Linked DNA regions of Sus scrofa: region 1 is linked to region 2. Evidence: chromatin contacts called from public Hi-C data. All regions are on one chromosome and are shown on one strand. The core of a region is the stretch at or near the end of the contact, and the rest is flanking DNA. Distances in the headings are between cores, read along the strand shown.

Evidence for each region. A called contact is a pair of places that touch in the nucleus more often than the background predicts.
Region 1: a contact with region 2 is called in a Hi-C map of liver, with 2.5 times the contacts expected there. The contact joins two enhancer-like sites. A contact is called at or near these places in 2 of 47 Hi-C or Micro-C datasets (both in liver).

The regions. Positions count from the first base shown.
Region 1 is chr1:84,909,101-84,915,024 of Sscrofa11.1, forward strand. No RefSeq gene overlaps it. Among named protein-coding and RNA genes, the nearest start is that of FAM46A, 370 kb to the left of the region's middle. Within about 2 kb of position 4,316, at least 3 of the 83 cell types and tissues checked have an H3K27ac peak or open chromatin away from gene starts, as enhancers often do. A contact at or near this core is called in liver, where this site is marked.
Region 2 is chr1:84,554,224-84,559,642 of Sscrofa11.1, forward strand. No RefSeq gene overlaps it. Among named protein-coding and RNA genes, the nearest start is that of FAM46A, 12 kb to the left of the region's middle. Within about 2 kb of position 1,863, at least 4 of the 83 cell types and tissues checked have an H3K27ac peak or open chromatin away from gene starts, as enhancers often do. A contact at or near this core is called in liver, where this site is marked.

The DNA.
Region 1 (5,924 bases), core at 3,066-5,565, 360 kb after region 2:
CTTTCTCTTCTGAAGTATTTATCAAAAATCAATGTTCTGTATCTCTAGATTAATTTTAAGTAATGTAATCCATTAGAAACAAGCTAGGGGAGATGTTATAACATTTTTTGTTTATGCACATCATATTATCCTAGTTCAAATTCCATGCCCTACAAGCAGACATTGTATTTGTAAAAAAAAAAAAAAAAAAAAAGAAGATAACAGATTAATACTTAACAGACTTCATTTGAATTATGTAAGATCAAGTTTGGATATGTTCAAATCCATAGACAAAGCAATTGATCCAAGATATCTGAAAAAACGTCAATAGATTAAGACAACAATGACAGCACTGATAATTTATGTTATCTAATTAAATATAATCCTTTGAATCTCTTGGAAACATACAATGGAATGGCATGTGCTTGGATTTCAAGTTCTAGCAATAAGCTGAGATGAGAGACTAGCCAAGATAAGTTCATCAGAATTATATTTGGCTGGCTACAGTCAAATGTGGCCAATATATCAGCTCTCACTATAACATCATCTGACAGCTCTGAAGCCACAGAAAATGCTGCATTTGCAATGATGGAGAAGGAAAAAAAAAAGGCTGATGTCAACCTGTCAATTATCTTACTCTATAAAACATAAATATTAGAACAAAGGATGTAACACATTGAGGAGTACACGGCTCTTGTCATTCAAAGAAACTCAGTAACTTTTCTAGATGTTTTGAAAAGAATGTGGGTGAGTCTGGCCTTCCTTTCTCAACCAGGTTTTGGTTTAACCATTGATAAATGTAAGGGATATGAAAAGGAAAGGGAAGGAAATTGTTTAGCACCTTCCACATGCCAGGTATGAGGCTAGGTCCTCTATAGATTACTAATTCAATAACTCCTTTCACCTACACTGTAATGTAGGTATTTAAACCCCCATCTGACAGATAAAAAACAGACTGAAGTTGAAAACAGAAACAGCAAGTTCTAGGTATGGAACTTAATACAGAATCAGTCTATCTCCAAAGATCTATCATGTTGTTGGGAAAATATATTTTGTTTATACTGACTGAGGAAAAATGTAAATAAGAAGAAAATCTTCCACCAAAAGATATTGAATTATTTATTTTAAAGTCCAAGAGGAATGATCTTTTTCAAGTACTCTCTAGTTTGGATTCTATCAGTAAGTATTAAATGCAGGCTCCAGTTAATGAATTAGATTCTCTCTCCACAGACAATGTATGTGACACTTTTTCAGTTTTTTTAATTTATTTCATCACAAAGACCAACCTGGTTTGAATCCTGGAAAACAGTTGGCAAATGGGGATTGCCGCATGTGACACACAAAATTAATTAAAAACCTTTTTTTTTGGCTGTGGTTCACAGCATGTGAAAGTTCCCAGGGCAGGGCTCAAATCCACACCACAGCAGTAACCTAAGCCACAGAAGTTACAACACTGGGTCATTAACCCACTGAGCCACCAGGGAACTCCCACACAAAATTAATTTGATGAGGAGCAGATGTTATGCTTTTTCAACTACCAATTACTCACCTGTCTGAAAATTTGCAAACCAAGTAATAAATAAGATCACATTACATAAATATATTAATTCATTTATAACAATGTCTATTGTAAAATTCATTTATTCAATGATTGGATCAGGAAGATGTGGTATATATACACAATGGAATACTACTGGCCATAAAAAAGAACAAAACAATGCCATTTGCAACAACATGGATGGAACTAGAGACTCTCATACTGAGTGAAGTAAGTCAGAAAGAGAAAGACAAATACCATATGATATCACTTATATCTGGAATCTAATATATGGCACAAATGAACCATTCCACAGAAAAGAAACTCATGGACTTGGAGGATAGACTTGTAGTTGCCAAGGGGGAAGGGGATGGAGTGGAATGTTTTGGGACCTTGGAGTTAGTAGATGCAGACCATTGCTTTTGGAATGGATTAGCAATGAGATCCTGCTGTGTAGCACTGTGAACTGTCTAGTGACTTATGATGGAGCATGATAATGTGAGAAAAAAGAATGTTTGCATGTATGTGTAACTGGGTCACCATGCTGTACAGTAGAAAATTGACAGAACACTGTAAACCAGCTATAATGGAAAAAAATAAAAAAATTTATCGAGTGGGTAATATTGCATTATTCTATACACTGGAAACCAAATACATTTCTAAGATCTTATAGAACATTTATTCTATTTGAAGGAGACAGCAACTAAACAAATACGTAATATAATATCAGACAGTAGTAGTCATTTGAAAGAAATAAAGCAAACTAGAAGATAGAATGATGGTTGTGTGTTCTCATAAGGCCATTGGTAAGTCTCCTCTTTAAGAAGTCATTACTATAGATAAAATAGATAATAAGGAACTGCTATATAGCACAGGGAACCCTATATGGGAAAATAATCTGAAAAAGAATGAATATATGCATATGTATAACCGATCCACTTTGCTGTACACTTGAAACTAACTCAACATTGAAAATCAACTGTACTCCAATAAAATTTAAAGAATAAAATAAGGGATGGCTATTCAGGTTGTCAAGCAACTATACTCCAGTATAATACAAAAAAATAAAAATAATAACATGCTCCCTAGACTTGCTATGCAGTGGGTCTAGACTTTCAGGCATGCAAGATGCAAAAGTCCTAGAGATCTGTTGCACAAAAGGCATAGAGTTAAAAATATTGTACACTTAAAATTTTGTTAATAAGGTAGATGTCATGTTTGTGTGCGTGTGTGTGTGTGTGTGTGTGTGTTAAGTCATAATAAAAAATACTCCTTAGGGGAAAAAATTTGACTTTGGGCAAACACCCTAAAAAAATGCGGGGGTAAGCATGTCCTTATCTGGGGGAAGAGAATACAAGGCAGAGGGAATGGCAGGTGCAAATGCCCTGAGACTGGCATCTGCTTGGTGTGCTCCTGGCACAGCAAATGTGATGGGAACAGAGTGAGAAGAAATGCTGCAGAAGATGAATTCGCAAGGGAGCTACATGTGTTTGTTGAAGTCTATAGGCTATGGTGGAATTTAAGATTGTGTGTTGGGAAACCATGGTAAGTTGAGTAGGAAAGTAACTTCATCTGACTTACATTTTTAAAAAACTACACTCCAGCTACTATGTTGAAAACAGTCAGGAGAACAGTCAGGAGGAGGCCAAGTGTGGAAACCAGCCCGGAAGCTGTTGGAATAGTCAAGATATTAGAACTTCCACCTGCTCCCAGCAAAACGTGCATCACATAGAAACTAGAGTTTTCAATCATCCAAATCCTCTTTAACAATACTTAAAATTTTGAAACTCCTTGATTTTTTAAAAAAATCTCCATCAATTTCACTTAAAACAGAGAAGGATTTATTAAAGAGCTGATAGTGATATTTCACAATGAATTTTCACAGTATTTGATAACCAAGTGCTATGAGGAGTGTGGCATTTATCTATGCATGTTTAAGATGCTTGTCAAAAAATAACATGACAAAGGGAGATGCCACATTTTTGAGCCCTTGGGAGCAAGTCCTTTGCCTATAGGAAGTTGGAGGAACTCTCATTCTCTTCTCAGTAACCTTCAGTTTGTACCCCCTTCCCAGTTGCTGGCAAGTGGTTCTGCTAGGTTCCTGACATCCAAGTGTATAGTCATGTGACACCTGCCATTTTCACTGAGTCATCAGGTTTGATGGGTAGCTGATGGACTCTAGGCTCTCGTGTACATCTTAGTGAATTCAAGAGGCTAATGGCTCTGCACACCAACATTTCCCCATGCCTCTGACTAACTATCTCAAGGTACATGTGGGCTTGTGTCCTTTAGAGATCACAGAGGGATCCCAGCTCAGAAAGAGTTGGGCCTTGAGTGCCGAAGTCACCAGAGAGTGACTAAGGAGAACTCTCGGTTGGACATTCCTTCCTCTTCAGTACTGCTGAGATGGAGATAAGCAACCTCTTGGTAGAGGGGGCAAGGAGATGAGAAGGGAGGTGTTGTCAACCATCTCCAAGCCCAGGTTTGCCCCCTTTGGTTGGAATTCTAGGACTCTGAGCTAGCAGGTCGATAGAAATCAAACATCCACATAATAGATAAATAACAAAAATCAACACAAAAATGGAACTTGTGGTGCATTCATCTTTGTGGGAAACAGAATGTCAGTGTCCCATGCATGCAGCAAAGGAATGGAAGAAAGCCTAGGAAGTGAATTCATATCTCACAGCTATCTGTCTAGCTGTGTCTCTGAGTTTGCTTTCGTATTCTTCCTCCTGTCTGGCCTCCAGTTGCCGCAGAGATAACTCAGAAGGCCGTCTCCTCCCCCTGTCCCACATTCACAGCTGACCAAAGTCCCCCATCCTTCTCACTTTCCCTCACCCCTGCTCTGTTTTTCTCAGCATAGCTAATGGACCTCACTCAATCTGACCTACATCGGAGGGATGGTGACCCAAAAAGAAATGTCTCATCTCTGACTCACTTTTCCCTTTTAGCTTCTTCTCCCGTCATCTCCCTAAACCAGAGGGATGGAATTTTCTCTTACTTCTCTTGTCACCTACACGGGAATTCCACCTTCTTGATCAAAGAGTCATGAATGGCAGTGAGGAGAGAAAGCTCTTTGCTTACAAATGAGCAGTCCTATTACCTGTAATCAGCCTCTCCAGTTTCTTCCAGTTTCCATAGGTTTGTGTCTGTAAAGCCCATAATGGATGGTTTTGCCCCACACTCCCAATTTTAGTTGTGCTCTCCTGGGTCTCATATTTGTGTTAATAGATTCCGGGTCCTACCTCTGTTGTAGGGTGTTGTTTGAACAGAACAGGAAAGAGAAAAGAAACAGCACACACACGAAATAAAGATTAACTTGCCTGTATGTGGGTCTTGCTATTTCAGCAGCCAATGACAACAGGTAGAACTCCAGAGCTCTGAAGGTCACATAAATGTATGCTGGCTGGGTCAGTGCTGCAAAGCAAATATTTAGTAAGGGTGTCAATCAATAGTAATCTTTTGTACCATATTTTTCTTTCATAAGATGCCAGGCTGGCTAGAGTTCCACTGATTTGATGCCTAAAAAGAGTAACTGGGATATTTATGAGTTTTGGAGGGAAGGAGATGGTGGGTGAAAATTTGGTACTGAAAGGTAACAAAAGCTCACTTTGAAATAGTACACCTTTAATTGGCTATTCCCAAATGCAGATGAAGCTATTTTGTGGGCTCCTGGTTCTAAACTCCTGAAAAGGGTTGGGGTGGGGTAGGGTTGAAGTTCAGGGAGAAAGACATGAGGGAGAAAAATATTGAATTTGAGGAAGGAAGTTCAATAAACTCTACTGTTTTTGCCCACTCAAATTTTCCACCAATTGATAAATGAGGCCAGATGTTAATTTTATACTGATAAAGGTGACATGGGAGAATGTGACTTAGCTCATGATGGCAGTAAGTTCTTATCATCAAGAATGCCCCTAACAACTAGTTGCTAGATTAGGCAGTGCTGACCAAGAGAAGCCTCACCTTGTGTATAGATGGGAGACACACAACTCAGAAGAGTCCAGCTCGCTATGGGCAGCTAGGCTTCTAGGAAAAAGCACAGAAAGTCTCCACCTGCTGTTTCTTCCTTTAAAGGTACAGCTTGGCTTCAACTTCCTCCTCCTCTGCTACTGGAATTCCCTTCACATGAAAGGAACTATTAGAAGCTTTGCTAATAGTTCCCTATCCACTGGAACTTCAGTGTTGTGGGGGATTCTACCCTCTTTGTTGAAATGTCCGCCTTAAAACCAAAGTTTACTCATCAACCTTAACCTATGAATATCCCATAATATCAAAGAAAGGGGGAAAAAAAAGCCAATCACTGGTGATAAGTGAAAAGAGAGAAAGAAGGTAGATAAGAAAAAAATAAAGTGCTAAAGTTGGATTCAGATATATTTGTTTTTCTTTTGCATTTCTAAGGATTAGCATG
Region 2 (5,419 bases), core at 613-3,112:
TGAATTATAACACAAAGTATAAAATATCCATAGGTCCACGTAGATAGAAATAGATTATTTAATAAATAGATAAATGAGGCAAAGAGACAAATTTCCTGTGCAGAATTCCCAATAATCCATGTAGATCCTTATGCTCTAGGAGATGGAGATGAATTCCTACCACTTAAGCATGGGCTGGGCGTAGTGACTTCCATCCAAAGTCTATCTAATGGAAGAGGGTGAAAGAAAGAGTAACTAGGGTTGAGACCTGACAGGCCGTCTAAGCCAGATGATCATGGCTCTGCCACAAATCATGATGATAACAGATGCCTTTGTTAGGGCCTGGTGAAAAATGCCACTTCACCTCTGCTATCTCCCTCCCATACTAAGTCATTAAGAGGAAAGCATCCGACAAATCTAATTTGAGTGGCGTTCTATAAAATAACAGACTAATTAGTATTCCTGAAGTCATCAAAACAAGGAAAATCTGAAAACTGCCACAGCCAAGAGGAGCCTAAGGAGACAGGACAACTAAATGTTATGGCTTGGATGGATCTGGGACAGAAAAGGACATTGGGTAGAGCCTAAGGGAATCTGAATAAAGTACTGTATTATGGAAATAATAATGTTTCACTATCAGTTCATTAGTTATGGCAAATGTACCATGCCAAGGTAGGCCATTAACCATGGGGAAGGTGGGTGTGTGTGGGGGGGTGTTCTAGCTTCACAATTTTTATGTAAATCTAAAACTATTCTCAAATAAAATATTTATTAAAAAGTGAAGACTGAGTGATCCTGCTCTGCTATTTCTAGGGAAGTGACTTCAATTGTAAAAATAATAGGAGTGAAGTTATTTGTTGTTGTTGTTTGTTTTTTAATGTTAGGAGAGCATGGGAAAGAGTGAAAATAAAATGATGTGTTTTACTACAAAGCTTTAGGCAAGACTCATCTACAAGTTTGGGGGAAGAGGAAGAGGGTTCAAGAGAGCTGAGTTATAGGCAAGTGTAGTTTTTTTTTTATGGAAAGACAGGAGGAATTCATATTAGTGTTTTAAGGAAGGGGATACTGAATGTAATTACAAACCATTGTGTAGATATTCATAAACACGGAGTTCTAAAATGAACAAGGGACTAAAATTCCATTTTCATTGCCCAAGTATACAGAAAACCCTGGCAAGTTGTTTAGGAACTCTTTGCAAGGGAGTAAATTACATACATACTTACGTACGTATGTACGTACACACACACACACAGACACACACACACACACACACACACACACACACACACACAGAGTCCCACTTGTAGCATATGGAAGTGGAAGTTCCTAGGCCAGGGACTGAATCCCAACTGCAGCTGAAACCTACTCCAGAGCTGCAGCAACACCAGATTCTTGAACCCACTGAGCAGAGCTGGAGATCAAATCTGTGCCTCCACAGCAACCCAAGCCACTGCAGTCAGATTCTTAATCCACTAGGCCACAATGGAAACTACTACCTTTTTTTCTAAATGCTGGGGAGGTTAATATTTCATGGAATGTTGGCATGAATTATAATTTAATATAAACAACCACTTTCACAATGTATCCGCTTTCCTAAACTTTTTCAGTATATCAGGTTTTCTTAAACTGAAGTGACACCTGTTCTTAAATTTACTTTCTCAGTTCAATCCCTGGCATTAAAAATCATTTAAAAATTATGTTTTCAAAAACTGATGCCCTTGGTAATTGTTAAAAGCAGTGATTCCAGCTTTGTAGTTTATGAAGTTAGGACAAATCATGTGCTTTCTTGCTGAGGGACATGGAGCACCCTGACAGCAGGAATTTTATGAGTGTGGGGCTAAGTTCTTTCTAACCTCCATAATGGAAAGTTCCCTTCAGAATCCCCTTCAGAAACTATTGATTTTCCAGCACAGTGTGTACTTATCAGTAATGCCAAGATTTTGTGGCATCATCTGGCCATGTCATTAGAAAACAGCTGAAACCCTATTCTTTTTTTTTCTTCTCTTAGCAAATTCCGACATAATGAGCTGCACTAGGCACAATGGATAACGCCATGCTGTGCATTGATTTGGAATTGCATAAGGGCTGGAGTATCTTCCTGTAGATCTCTTCAAATGAGGTAAAGAAGGTCATGGTTCATATGTTCTTTATGTTAACAGGGAATAATAAAAGGTGTTAAAATAGCTGCATGTTAGAGTCCAATTATTAGAGAAGAGAAACAAATTTAATCACATTCAAGGCCTAAAGGCTGAATGAGAGTTGCCAGATTTAGGAAATAAAAATGCACAATGCCCAGTTAAATTTGAAATTCAGAGAAACCATAATTTTTTTTTAAATGTATAAGTATGTCCCATGCAATATTTTGGACACACTTATACTAAATCTATATTTATCTGAAGTTCAAATTTTACTGAGAGTCCTATATTTTATCAGGCAATTCCCCAGCCCCTATAGGATTACAAAATAAGGCTGAAAAAGCTACCTACTTTAGAGTTGGAGTCCAGAACACTTTATAACTTGTTAATAGCTAACTTTAAATACCATTAAACACTGCATGCACAGAGAGCACCCATAGCAGCAGAGTCTTTGAAACATGGTTCATTCATTAAATATTTGCTGAATGCTTTTTAAGTGTTGATACTTGTGCTAAACTCTGAGACCCAAAAGAAGGGAAAGTCCTGCTCCATTGACCTTTAGAAGGCTGGATTCCACTTACGAGTAGATCTTAGTTGCTGAAAATGAATTTTCTCAACTACCCTGGGGTTAATTACTCACGAGGCTTAGCTCTGCATGGGGTGCCATAAAGAGCCCTGTGGACTGATGGAGAATTGGAATGAGGGTAATAGCCCTTGAAATATGCCTTCGTGGGAGCTTTCGGAGGTGGATGGCCCAATGGGTGGCCCTGTCTGTATAGGCACTGGCCATTTGCTTGTTTTGCAGGAAAAGGATCAAGGTGGACATTTTGCAATTTCTGCTGAGGGAGGTGAAAATTCCCCCTGAGCTCCTGGACACTTGTGTTCTCTTTTCAAAACCACCACAAAAATCTTTAAGGTTTAAGTAGAATGCACCTTGAAATTTTATTGCCTTATAATTCTATTTGGTGCAGCACATTAAAATTCTCTTGAGTGTTTCTTATGTAACCACTTCTGGTTAACTGTCATCTTGAAGTTATTAGTTTTTGCTGCTTTTATTTCCAGAGCTGTGAAAGTCCCTTTTTCGGTTGCTTCAAGTGCACCACGCACCCCAGACCTTACCCCTTCCCAATTTGTGTCGAGCTAAATTGTGTTGTCATTCTGGGTATTTGTTTCATCAGGGTACAGATCTTATTTAGGGCGCGTTTCTAACTGTCCCTGTTTTTTTATGTTACTCCCCCAGATTGCATGGGGTAAGAGGAATCCACAACTTTTGCCATCATCAAAACATTTAATAAATACTTACTTTCTCAGGCCCTTGGCTTGTTACTCTGAGAAGATTTACAAAGAGTTATACAAAGCTGGCTCCTTTTCACTAGCAGACTTAATTGAAAAGTGACACAGGGATATGAACAAACAAATAAAAGACAAAGCAGCAGTGAAGTTAAGGAATTTGCCAGAATCTGAGTAGCCAAGCTTGTTCCCACTTTAGAGCATCTGCTGGTCATTCCATCTCCTTAGAAAGCTCTTTGTCCAGATTTTTCCATCTCTTTTTTCTTCACTTTATTCTTATTCTTATTATCCTCATTATTATTATTGCCACCACCAGTTGTTTTTATTGAAATGATACTTTCTCAAAGAGATCCTTCTACTTGGAGTTCTCCTCCAAGATTTTTATTGAGTTACTCCAATTAGCCCTTATCTTAATTTGAGATGCCTATTATTAATACATGTGTCTCTACCTGAAATTATAAGTTGATTTATGGTTTGTCACCACAGAATGAAGTTCCATGAAGGGAAGAACTTTGTCTAATTCTCTCCCATACTCTTAGTGTCCAACATAGTGCCTGCTACGTAGGAAGTGCTGGTTAAATTTTGGTGAATGAAGAGATGACTGGATCCCATTTGGCTCAGGATGAGAGGTGAGGTGAACTAGCTTTAAAGAAGATGTGAAAACAGTGAAGAATAGTACAGAACACTGTTAAAACAAGAGAAAGGTTGTCTGCTCATCATCTCCGGGTGAAGAATTCCAGTCTTGAAGCCCTAAAGGAGCACCAAACAGGGAAGAAAGACAGTCTCCAGGGGGATGTTCAGGGTAGAAGTCTTCCAGCCTCTTCTTGGTTCCTGAACCTGCGCAGTGGAGAACAGTGGGCCCGCTTAGGCGCTTGGTATTTGTGTGGCATGATGCCTTTAGTGCCCACGGGTCTGCTCTCTTTGTTTCAAACCTACTAGGCAGCCAGGTAAATGGAGGACTTCAGCTGTCCTGGGCAGAGACTACTATCTCTTTTTCATCACCTGCCACATCTCTCAGAACTGGGGGATTTCAGAGAAAAGTTTTGCAGACAATGAGTACAAAGACTGAAGCCAGTCTCATATTCTGAGTAGGGGCTGTTAGGGTGGAAATTCATTGTGCTCTTTGAAGGCCTGTGTAGAAAGGGCAATCTTTACCTCAGCCCTTACAGCCGATGAGACAATCAGCATCGCCATCAGTGTCCTTAGCCAGTCAAGCCTCATGGAACAAACTGCCGTGTCCTGGGGCGTTGTACCTGTCATGACAATTTGTTGTTGATGTTTCATGAGTGTCCCAATTGCAGAATCACATAGGGTCACACTAAAGCTTCTGGTTTGGGGTGTGGTTTTATATTTTTTTTATTTAATTTAATTTTTTTTTTTGTCTTTTTAGTGCCACACCTGCAGCACATGGAGGTTCCCAGGCTAGGCGTCAAATCAGAGCAGCAGCTGCCGGCCTACACCACAGCCACAGCAACACTGGATCCTTAACCCACTGAGCGAGGCCAGGGATCGAACCCGCAACCTCATGGTTCCTAGTCGGATTTGTTTCCAATGTGCCATGATGGGAACTCTGGGTGCAGTTTTAGAATTACCAAAGAAGTTGAAGATCTGATGCTGTAAGGACCCTGGACTTCCAAAAATCATTGAGAAATGAGTTTCAGACTTTAATTATTGCCACTTATATTCATTAAAACCAACCTGAACTCTCTGGATCTTGTCCTAAGTCCCAAATCTCTTAACTCATAACAATTCTTATGAGGAGGGATGTTGGGAGAGAAACTGATGGAGAGAAAGGAAACAGCATGCTATATTTCATATAAAGTACTGACCTTTTCATATAAATCTTCTATTATAAAGCAGGTAGGTTTGCAGCTTCTGAATGAACTCAAGGTTTTAAGAGCCACTTGAAGAAATCTCTAAAAGATGAGCATAAAAAGGAGTTCCCTTTGTGGCTCAGCAATTAATGAACCTGACTAGTGTCCATAAGTATGTGGCTTCAATCCCTGGCCTCGCTC